Linked DNA regions of Mus musculus: regions 1 and 2 are each linked to region 3. A link is a contact called in public promoter capture Hi-C data. All regions are on one chromosome and are shown on one strand. Each heading gives the region's core, a stretch centred on a gene start, on an enhancer-like site or on the middle of the called end of the contact. The rest is flanking DNA. Distances are from core to core; before and after follow the strand shown.

Evidence for each region. Promoter capture Hi-C pulls out the DNA fragments that hold promoters and counts their contacts.
Region 1: a contact with region 3 is called in a promoter capture Hi-C map of pre-B cells, with 6 times the contacts expected there. The contact joins the promoter of Ints10 here to the promoter of Msmo1 in region 3. A contact is called at or near these places in 3 of 39 promoter capture datasets (cranial neural crest, liver and pre-B cells) and 1 of 484 Hi-C or Micro-C datasets (pre-B cells).
Region 2: a promoter capture Hi-C map of pre-B cells shows a contact between it and region 3. The contact joins the promoter of Mfap3l here to the promoter of Msmo1 in region 3.

Annotation. Positions count from the first base shown.
Region 1 is chr8:68,791,710-68,795,284 of GRCm38.p6, forward strand. Ints10 (integrator complex subunit 10) reads left to right here and starts at 2,220. Exons shown (of 17, transcript NM_027590.4): 1 at 2,220-2,439; 2 at 2,902-2,969. The coding sequence starts at 2,311.
Region 2 is chr8:60,630,854-60,634,401 of GRCm38.p6, forward strand. Mfap3l (microfibrillar-associated protein 3-like) reads left to right here and starts at 1,972. Exons shown (of 3, transcript NM_027756.5): 1 at 1,972-2,205. It overlaps Gm34730 (a long non-coding RNA gene), which reads right to left and starts at 1,002. Exons shown (of 3, transcript XR_379010.3): 1 at 614-1,002.
Region 3 is chr8:64,731,971-64,735,348 of GRCm38.p6, forward strand. It overlaps Msmo1 (methylsterol monoxygenase 1), which reads right to left and starts at 1,608. Exons shown (of 6, transcript NM_025436.3): 1 at 1,538-1,608.

The DNA.
Region 1 (3,575 bases), core at 970-3,469, 4.1 Mb after region 3:
ATAGTTCCATTCCCTGGTGACCAAGGATTCAAACCAATGAGCCTGTGGGGACCATTCTCATTCAAACCACCTGTGAATTTTCAGAACTCCTATTCCCTCTTTGGTCTCTCTCTCTCTCAGATTTATTTATTATTCTATGTAAGTATACTATAGTTGTCTTTAGACACACCAGGAGAGGGCACAGATCTCATTACGGATGGTTGTGAGCCACCATGTGGTTGCTGGGATTTGAACTCAGGACCTTCAGAAGAGCAGTCAGTGCTCTTAACTGTTGAGCCATCTTTCCAGCCCCTTTGGTTTCTCTTTTTTGTTCTTTGCCTTGTTTAGTCTGACACTGCCTACATAAACCAGGGTGGCTGAGCCATCTTTCCAGCCTCTTTGGTTTCTCTTTCTGTTCTTTGCCTTGGTTAGCCTGACACTGCCTAAATAAACCAGGGTGGCCTTGAAGTGACAGAGGTCCACCTGCCTCTGTTCCAAGTACTGGTATAAAAGGTTTGAGCCACTATGGCCAGCTAAATTTTCAGACTTCCTTTAAAAATTCAGGATAACCAAACTTGAGTTTGACATTTTTTGGTGTTTTACCTAAAACGACACCCCTCTGTCTCTGCACTTTTTGAATCAGCACACTAATTCACCACAAATTTTTACTACTTGTTTATAAATTATTCATTAGCAAGCCTGTATTTTTACATTTCTATAAATAAGATCGATATAAAACAATAAAGGAACTTAAAAGAAAGTTCATTCAAAGCTTAATATGAATGAGATGGTTTGGCCAGGTCTCACCTTGCCTTGGATGATATGTTCACGGTAGGGAAGCCACCTGAGCTTCTAGGATCACAGAACAAAAGAGAGCAACAGATCAATGCATTTGCCAGCATAGACATCGGGTAGCTGGGCTAGAGAAAGGTTGGGAAACCTCTTCCATAAAGACCAGGTATTATTTCATTCTTAACTTGAAGGTTACTGGAGCTTCAAGTCTTCCAGGCTTAAAGATCCCTCCTAAAAAGCTTATCTGGAAGAAGACAGTTAGGTCAGATATCAGAGATGATGTAGATGTTTATTGCCCCAAATAGTTTTGTTTCGTAGCCTATGTCCCTTCTCTTCACAAATAATCTTTGACATAAACAAAGCTTCATCCAAGAACTGCAATTCACTATTGTAATGTTTATATTCATATTTATTTTTAATATCTGTATTTTTTACTTAAATAAGTAAATTCCTAATTTCTTTGTTAAAGAAAAAAAAATTAATCAGAACAGGCACATGTCCTTAATTCCAGCACTTTGGAGATGGAAGTCAGGAATCAGGAGTTTAAGATCATCCTCGTATACTTGCCAAGTTTAAGGTCAGCTTGGGCCATGACCGAATGTCTCAAAGGAAAAAAGAAAAGAAAACCAGCTCTGAATTCTTCGATGTCCTGGTTTTAAGTGGCAAATGATGGCTACAGTTGATAGGAACTATATACAAACACCTATAAGAAATATATATATATACATGCACTTAGACGGAAAACCAAAGCTAGCAATTCACTTTCCGGACACTTCCAATTCAATAAATGAATATTGCCTTGTCAACAGAACAGGGGGACTGTTTTGTTATTGTGGTTGTTCAAATGCAAAACCAAAGCCAGGATTTCGGTACCGATTTATACTGCAGCTATTTTCCATTGTTCAAATGATCAAAGTTTTTTTGTTTTTTTTTTGTTTTTTTGTTTTTTTTTGTTTTTGTTTTTGTTTTTTTTTTTAACTCTTGCAGAGCAGGTGGTTCGGACATCCAGCCGAGCATCTTCTAAATGCTAATTTTTCCGTATAGGAGAAAAAGAATAAGATTCAGGCGAAATAATGCCTGGGGCAGGGGCAAAGATGTTGGCAAAGCTCAAAAGCAACAGGCGATCCAGGGTCTTTCCGCATGCGAGGGTGGGGTCGTCTTGCACAGTCCAGGCCCAGCCCTCCGCGACACTTCGAAACTACACCTTAACCCTGGGCACCAGGTTTATTTACACCGAAGGACCGCCGCTCCGTGTCTGAGCGTGTCGCGGACCTTCAAACCCGGGCTGGAATCAAAGGAGAACGCAAGAACCTGGAGCACAGGGTTGCCGACTCTGACGCTTACTCCCAGGCGGTCAGCGGCGCGCTACCATCGACGGATGGCAATCCGAGTAATGAAAATCCAGGTCTCCGTAGTTTCCATAGGACTCTACAGAACCTCTGCGGCCTGTGGTTGGCTGGTCTCTGGGCATGCGCAGTGGCCACCTGGGGGTTGGCGGCGCCCTAGTGTCGCCTACTGGAAGGGCAAAAACCCGGGACCATGTCGGCCCAGGGCGACTGTGAGTTTCTGGTGCAGCGAGCCCGGGAACTAGTGCCCCAGGACCTGTGGGCAGCCAAGGCATGGCTGATCACGGCCCGCAGCCTCTACCCGGCCGACTTCAACATCCAGGTGAGTCAGACCCGGCGCGTCCGCACGCGCGGAAGAGAGCGTTTGGCCGAGCCCAGTGGCCCTGGGCGCTTTGCGCGGCCGCTGTCCCCCTCCCCACGTTGCTCCTACCCTGCTCCACAGGACAGTTGACCAACCTTTTCCCCAGCACCTGCAAAGGCGGAAACCATACAGTAAATCCGGGTCTGGTTGATCCTGTACAGTGCATCTTTGCCACTAGGGCCCAGGGCATTCATTCATTGATCATGGTAGCAGCCATCTGTTCAGTTGCTGCTTCTTTGGGGACGTTTCTACTCCACTTGATCCTAGAAGCCCTGCAGATGGGGTGAATTCTGGGCCACCAGGCTCTCATTTCCCTTCGTGGGTGTTCTGGGTGAAGGCCCACCTCTGAGCAGTGCTGCAGGTGGGCTGGAGCTGGACCAGCTACCACCGTGGAAGCCGTTGACCCTGTCTGCCTTGTTTCAGTATGAAATGTACACCATCGAACGGAATGCCGAGAGGACTGCCACCGCAGGGAGGTTGCTGTATGACATGTGAGTTAACTGGGATCGTTCTGGGAGCTATTGTTGATATCTGAAGGGGTCCTCTTCAGATATGAACAATTGATAGTAGCAGTCGGGGCTCTGCAAGATCATCCTCTTCCCTGGTACCCAGAATTCAGGCCTTAATTGCCAACAGGCGTTCTACAGAGACGACTTTTTAATTCTTGTATTTTAATCCCCAAATTTGTAGCCAGTGATTTATCATAGGCTCATTACAAACATTCAGACAGCAATTGATAGAATGAAATGTGAAATCCCTTCTAACCCAGAGCTAAGTTTTGTGTGTCTCCATATGTATACATACATACACTGGGTAGCTGATAAAAGCGAGGCCATTCTACCCTGAAGTGTACTTTCATAACCCGCTGTTGTGGACCCTCTGGGTCTAGTCTATAGAGACAACTGATGTTCTTAATGGCCATGTATCATTTTCTGGGTGCATGGTTAATTTCCAATTTATTTATGTTTGGAATGTCAGTGAGTAATTCTGCACCCATATTTTGATGTTTTGTAGCTAAGGGATATGTACAATTCATCATCTATCAAATTACTCTTTAAAAAGGATAGCCTAAATATCTGTTTCCACAAATTATATAT
Region 2 (3,548 bases), core at 722-3,221, 4.1 Mb before region 3:
CAACGAACCTCACTGGTCATTCTTCTAACCCAGTGAGCCACAGTCTCTCTCTCTCCCTTCACCTCTTCCACCCCTTTCCCTGCTGTCCCTTTATACCCTCTCTCCCTCCTTCTCGCTGAATTTATTCATCTTGATCCTGCACTCTTTTTTTTCTTTTCCTGTAGCCTTTCCCACTCCAGTCTTCCGTCACTGAGGGTTAAACACACAAGCATGCTGCAGCGAGTATTTCTAAGATAGAACGGGAGTATTCTGCAGGTTTGCGACAGGAAAAAATAAAAAGGAGTGGGTAGGAAAAGAAATAGAACCAAAGCGAATACCAAAATACTTTACAAGAATACACATGACTGACTGGAACAAAGGGAGACAGATTCCGTGTGGTTCTCAGCTACAACTGTACAGAATGGTTACTGAAAACTTGAACGGATTAGGTTTTTGAAAGAGGCAGGGAGGTTCGTTGAGCTAAGATGCTATGGAAACTAATGTTCAAGTATGATTTCCATTTCTCAGGCTTTTGGAGAAGGACTAGGTTTTGATATGCTTAGAAACGAGAGCCCGTGCATCCATTGGCACATAAATCCCTCTGCACCAGCGTTCGTCCGTTCGTCCCACGTACCCATGCTATTGCTTGCTGTAAGGGCAGCTCCCTCCTCCTGTCTTCTGAGCTCTGGTGTCTTGATGTTCCTCAACCTTGGGCAGCCAGATGCCAGAGGCAACCACGTGCAGCAGTCTGGCACTGTTCAGAGCATGCTCAGTTGCCTGCAGCCACTTCTGCGGCGGAACTCAGGGCTTGAGGTCACAGACAATACTTTGCCTCTGGGTTTGTCAGTCACAGAGAAGGAGGTCGACTGCTATCCCGTTAACAGCTTCCTGTCATCTTGACAGCTGTTCCTAACTCAGAGTGGAATACGCGGGGTCTGACAGCCTGAGCCACTTTAGTAGCGTTAATTTGCTTAATCCAACTCTCCGTGTTTTTCCAGCAGCCTATGACCAACATAGGTGTGGGGGCGGGGCTACCCTTCTTAAAAAAAAAAAAAAAAAAAACACGGTGTGGGGCGTGGCCGGAGGGGGCCAGGATAGAAGAGCCAGGGAAGAAGAGCTTGGTCACTGTCCCAGAAACTGACAAGATCTCCCTTAAATAGATAGATAGAATGATAGATAGATAGATAGATAGATAGATAGATAGATAGATAGATAGATAGATAGATAGATAGATAGATAGATAGATAGACAGACAGAAAGATAGATGATAGGTACATAATATTTAAATGCGTGTGGGATGGCAGGGGAGAGATCCACTAATATTGCAGGACTGTTCACAGAAAACTTATGTAGGTGGTAAAAATATTTTTAGAATACTTATTTTTTCTCATCAGAACAACTTAACTGCTCTTTAGAGAGAATGTCGAAACTGCAAATAATTTTAAGGGGCAGTTTTATAAATTTTCGCGGAACCACACCACTCAGAATCCACCGCAAACACCCTGCTGTGTCTTGTCGTGCCACTTCGAGGCGTCCACTGTGCTTTTGCTGTGACAGCGCGGCCGGCCGCCTAGGAGGCCCCATATGCTCCTGCTCGCGAGGTGCTGTGACAAGACAGCCTTAGAGACTAGGTTGGTTAATGCGTGGGTAGGCTGGTTGCCCGTGGCATCCAAGATGACATTCGAAGACGCCTTTGCCTGCGTGTCCTTGAACGCCACTGAGACGCGACGCTCCGGAAAGTTGAGGTGACAACGCCGGCAGCGCCCTGCCTCCCCACAATTACCAGTCACGCTGCCCTAGCACCACTGAGTCTGGAGGAAGAGGCAGGGTGGAGCGCGGGAGCACCGCCCAGTGGCCGCCCGGTCCCGCCCAGAGGCCGGGCTCTCTGAGCACGATGCTTCCCTGCAGACTGCAGGGCCAGCCCGGGGTGGGCGGAGCCCACCACCCGCAGCGGCCCGCCCCGGGCCGCGGCTGCGGCGAAAACCCGGTTGTGCAGAGTGCACCGGACCTCGGCGCCGCCGGGAGCCGCACTGGGCATGCTCGGCTCTCGCCGGCTCTGGAGCCCGTAGGTGGGAAGCTCCGGCTCCCGGCGGCGGGGCTCGTAACCCGCATCGAGAAGAGGCGCGGGCGGCGGAGGAGGTTGGTACACGCTCGGTGCTGCAGAGCTCCCCGGGTGGCCATGGCGAGAGGTGCACGGCGACCACCCGAGTGGCGCAGCGGTGTCAGGTCAGTGAGGGCACTGGGCGGGCGAGCCTGGGCGGCGGGCTACAGTAGGAGGGAGCCTCGCACCGGGTTTGTGGTCAGCGGCCGCCCGAGCTGCAGAACTTTCGGACGCCTGGGCTGGCGAGGCTACGCGCCTGGAGGTGCCCTGCTCTCCCAGCTCGTGGCTGGTCGCAGGATGCTGGAAGTACATGCAGGGCGGAGACCGGCGGGTTGGGGACAGTCGCGTCCAAGGCTCGTGCCACAACCTTCTGATGGCCAGGGGCGCGCTGTCCACAGCGCGTTAGCACAGAGCCTTCCCAATCTCCCGGGAGAAGGAGGATGCCACGCAGAGACAGGGCTCTTCGCCCAGCTGTGGATCGTTCTTGTCACGGTGCCTCAGTTTCCCCAGACAGGGAAGGGTGTACTGGCCTTTGCCCGGAAGGCGGCGTGGGGAGCTCCGAAGCGCCGCGTCCTGATGCTGCAGGAGTGTGGGAAGCAGCTGGTGCTAAGAGCTGCTTCCTTGTCTTGAGAGCTCTTGGAGTTTGTCGCATTTCCCACCATAGCAAGTTGACACCAAATTGTCTGGTGGCCTGGAATGGGGGAACGTCCTTCTTTGGCTAAAAAAGTAAATGCCGAGTCAATCCTTTTTAAGCCCGAGAATTGCTTGTCTCCCTCTTTAAATTAGCCTGGGATCGCAAATTCCAAGGTTTATAAAGCAAACTGGAAAAAAGAAAAGAAGATGTTTGCAGGTACATCAGCTGCTCACCCTGTAGAAAATATTATGGCTCCGTCGTCATTGTTTTGAAAGACACTTGTTCAAAGTGTGGTTACTGTAGCAATCTTTATTTGCTCTAGCTTTATATTAGGAACTTGGAATCAGCATTGCAGAAACAGTGGTTTTTGAAGTTTTCTCACTCCCCCCCCCCCAGGCAAAACACTTTTTTTTTAAAGTTGCTACTACACTCAACATAGTAAAATGTTCAGGATTAAATCTGCAAGATGGAAAAAGAATTGTTTTTCAGGAGAGACTAAATTAGAGCAAGGTAGTTTGCAGGCAGTGAGCTAATGCACAAAAATGCAATCTGTACCTTCTAAGGTAATGTTACTGTTTTCCCCTACAGCTACCCATATTCATCTATTAAAATACTTACAAGTTTGAGGAGCCCAGCACATGACTGGTTACATTACCTGGCTCTGTGTGATGCACCACGTTTACAATGTGCCCTGATTGCTCCACCTAGCTATGCCTTGTGCTGTTTAGAAAGAGACAAGTGGGATCTTTCCTTAGCTGTGTCTTTCTGATTGATAGCAGGGGGCTGAGCACCTAGGTCTTACAAGTGTTGCTGGGTTTGTACTTCTGTGCCCCC
Region 3 (3,378 bases), core at 358-2,857:
TTGAGCACCTTCTGCATACCCAGTATATGCTGTCATTTTAAGCTAAACCCTTGCCTCGCTGTGAAATAGAGGAACTTCTATGATCCTTGGTTTTCAAATGATGAGCTGAGGCTTAGGATAAATGAATAACAGTACAAAGTTGCACGGATGGGGAGTGGAGGAGTACAGCTTACCCAGGCCCCCTGAAAAGGCTGCTCACACTGGCGGTATGTTCTCACTCCCCATCGTTTTCTATTTCTATCCGTATGCTCAACTTACTCTTAAAAAAAATTTCACAAAGTGCCCCAGGTCTGTCTGTCTCTCTCTCTCTCTCCTCTCTCTCCTCTCTCTCTCTCTCTCTCTCTCTCTCTCTCTCTCTCTCTCTCTCTCTCTCTCTCTCTCTCTCTGCCTGTCTCTCTGTGTCTCAAGATCTGTGTCTTAAGTTGGGCTTAAAACTATGAAACTAAGGACGACCTTGAACTCCTGATACCCTGCTGAGATTACCAGTGTTCGCCCACACACTCAGCAACCATCAAGATTTGACATTTCTCCATTTGACATTTTTCCTAGTCTCATGGAATGCTGGTTGATACCCATCATCTGTAACTCTTATCCTGATTTAGATTCTGATTACCCAAAAGGCTGCTGGCCTGGATCAAACTTGAATGCATCCTACAGTGCCTCAGGTGCCCATCGCAAACACGCTTTAATGCCTAACTTGAGAAACTTCATCACCTCCAAAAGAGCTGTTCTAGTCTCTAACTCGGCATCCTCGACTAAGTCTCCCAACTTCCACACAATGCTGAGACAGCGTTCAGTTACCTCAAGTTCACGCTCCGTAATGAGGAGAGGAAAACAGGGCATGTAGTTTTAAACAAAGTGTCAGATAAAGTGATCAGACAGGAGAGGGGAAAGCAGGCTTTGCTGAAATGAATATCCTGCCTTTTCAGTTTTGAGCAGCCTGCTTGCCTGGAAATTCGATCTGAATCAGGTAGACTAGATCCTCGGATTTCAAAAAATAAAAAGGATGAAAAAAAAAATGTATTCGTAGGATAACTTAACTCCTGGCTGACGATCCCAGCCCCTCTTTCGGCACTGCAGCTTAGAGAAGCCTTAGGCACAGGGTCAGGATCCATTTAAACATAAGTTTAAACCTTCATGGTTCAAGCGCGGGTAATTCTCCTAATGTGAAGCCCAGACCTCTCGTCCATGCACCCCTCTCTCACATGGAGCCACATCCTACAATACCTCTGGGACAGCTTCCTAGATCCACAAACACAGAACACACCCTACTCCCCCACTTGGTGATGGTGTTTTTGTAAAAAGTTTTTAAGACTCAAGTCAATGAACCAGACTCCAGGTGATTGCAAACTCTTTAAAGGGCAGGAAGTGTTGTCATTCCAGTTGCATCACTTGAGAACCTAGGCTCCTTGCCTGGAGTCTCGCACAGCCCACCCAGGTTCTTCCCACCGCATCCTTACCGGCCTCAGCCGGACACCACCCTGCTGGTCCCCGTCTCAGTCGCCCTCCACCCGGATCAGGCTAGAGAGCGCCTTACCTGGCGTCCCCGCGACAGACAGCGGTCTAAGCGCAAGTCCTGGCAGGTGCAGCGGCCTCCTCACTACCTCTGCCGGCTCAGGGGCAGGGCCCGGAGGCCGGGCCCCGGCTCGCCTGTCGTAATTGGTCCGCCCCACTCCCGCCCTGCCTTCGCCGTGCAGTGATTGGTCCGTGCTAAGGCCCGGCAGCGTGTGACTCAAGTCAACGAAGCCCTAGCGGCGCCAGTCATTGGCTGCGCGGATGGAGTGAGAATAGTGAGACCCGCGCGGCCAGCCAGTCGTCCGCGCGGCAGCGCAGCTGGAGGCGGGGCGCCGCGCGAGCGCGTGACGGCGTGACGGGGCGGGGCAGCCGCGCGGACCCGGCGTCGCCTTGGCAACCAAGCGGTGGGTTCCTAGGCGCCCAGTGCTGTGGGTGCGCTGGGTTGTAGCATCTTGCTACTCACATTGGCTTGGCTTCATCCAGAACCCGGGGAAAAAAGTGGTATATATGTTTTAAAGACTGATTTGAGTTTTTGGTCTTGCTTTCCTGTAGTTTATTCTGGATTTCGATCTTTCTTTTTTTTTTGAAAATGACACTTATTTCTTATTATTTATACTAGTATGAATACTACATTTATTTTCACTTTAAACTGGTCCACATATCATATAGTTTAGTTATAATAGTTTGAATTCCATTATAAATAATTAATTTTTACATACTAAATTTATTCTTCAAATTTATTAATGTATCCTTTTTCTTACACTCACAGAGCCAGAGACACAGAAAGCTAGAGAGACAGAGAGATAGACAGATAGGTATGATGGGGCTTGAGGGAGTTATAGTTGGGGAATGAGGGGAAAATATGGTCAAGATAAACTGTATAGATGGATGACATTTTCAAATAATATAAAATAATAAAAACAAAATCAGTGATGTAAGTTGGATTTTTTTTAGGCTACCCTGGAGTTTTTAAAAAAATCACTTTCTAATATTTATTGTAATCAGATTAATAAAACTAGGAATTAAATTTTCATGTTAATAATATTTTTGAGACATAAATATGAAAATGATATTAAGGTAACCTGACAATTTATATGTAATGGACAATTTTGTGTATTAGATTTCGATCTTCCTTAAGACAGGTCTCGAGTTATAGTCTGGCCTTTGAGCTGGATACGTAACCTAAGGACGGCCTTGACCTCTAGTCCTCAGGCCTTGGATCATCCATCTTGCCCCCCACGTACTTTAATAAGTGAAGCTTTTTTCAAAGTTCTATTCTTTTTATCTCATTTAGTGTCTGTCTGTGAGTGTGTGTTCACAAGGGGAGTTTGTGCTTCCTTCTGCTTTGTGCTGCTGAGGGTTAACCTCATACGCTCAGGCTTGTGCTGACTGAGCCTGGCAACTATCTTTTAATAAATCTCTGCACATGGACCATAGGGTACTAGTGCAATATAGATCCTGCAATAGCTGAGGGATGCCAGCATTTCCCGTGTTGCAGATTGAGAACAAAGCTCAGAGAGGCTAGGGGGAGGGGCACATGTATGCTGAGGCCCTGGCAAGGCAGCTCAGGGGTAGAGTTTATGCTTAACATTCTAGGGGGCTGAGTTCCACAGGTAGAAATTGGTTCTAAGTCAAGGGAGTTATCTGCTCCCTAGGTGTCAAGACCTGGACCTAAACCAGCAGATGAGCTAAGAACCAAGCCTGTGTAACGCTAGTGTGAGTGCCCAAAGACAGGAGCGCTTAGACTACAGCTCTAGGCTCCTTTTACACCACTTGTGAAAGCCTATCTAGAGATAATGTGGTGACAGGAAGCCAATCTTTTCCTTAAAGAAGGTGTCCCAGAAAAACCACAACGACAAAATA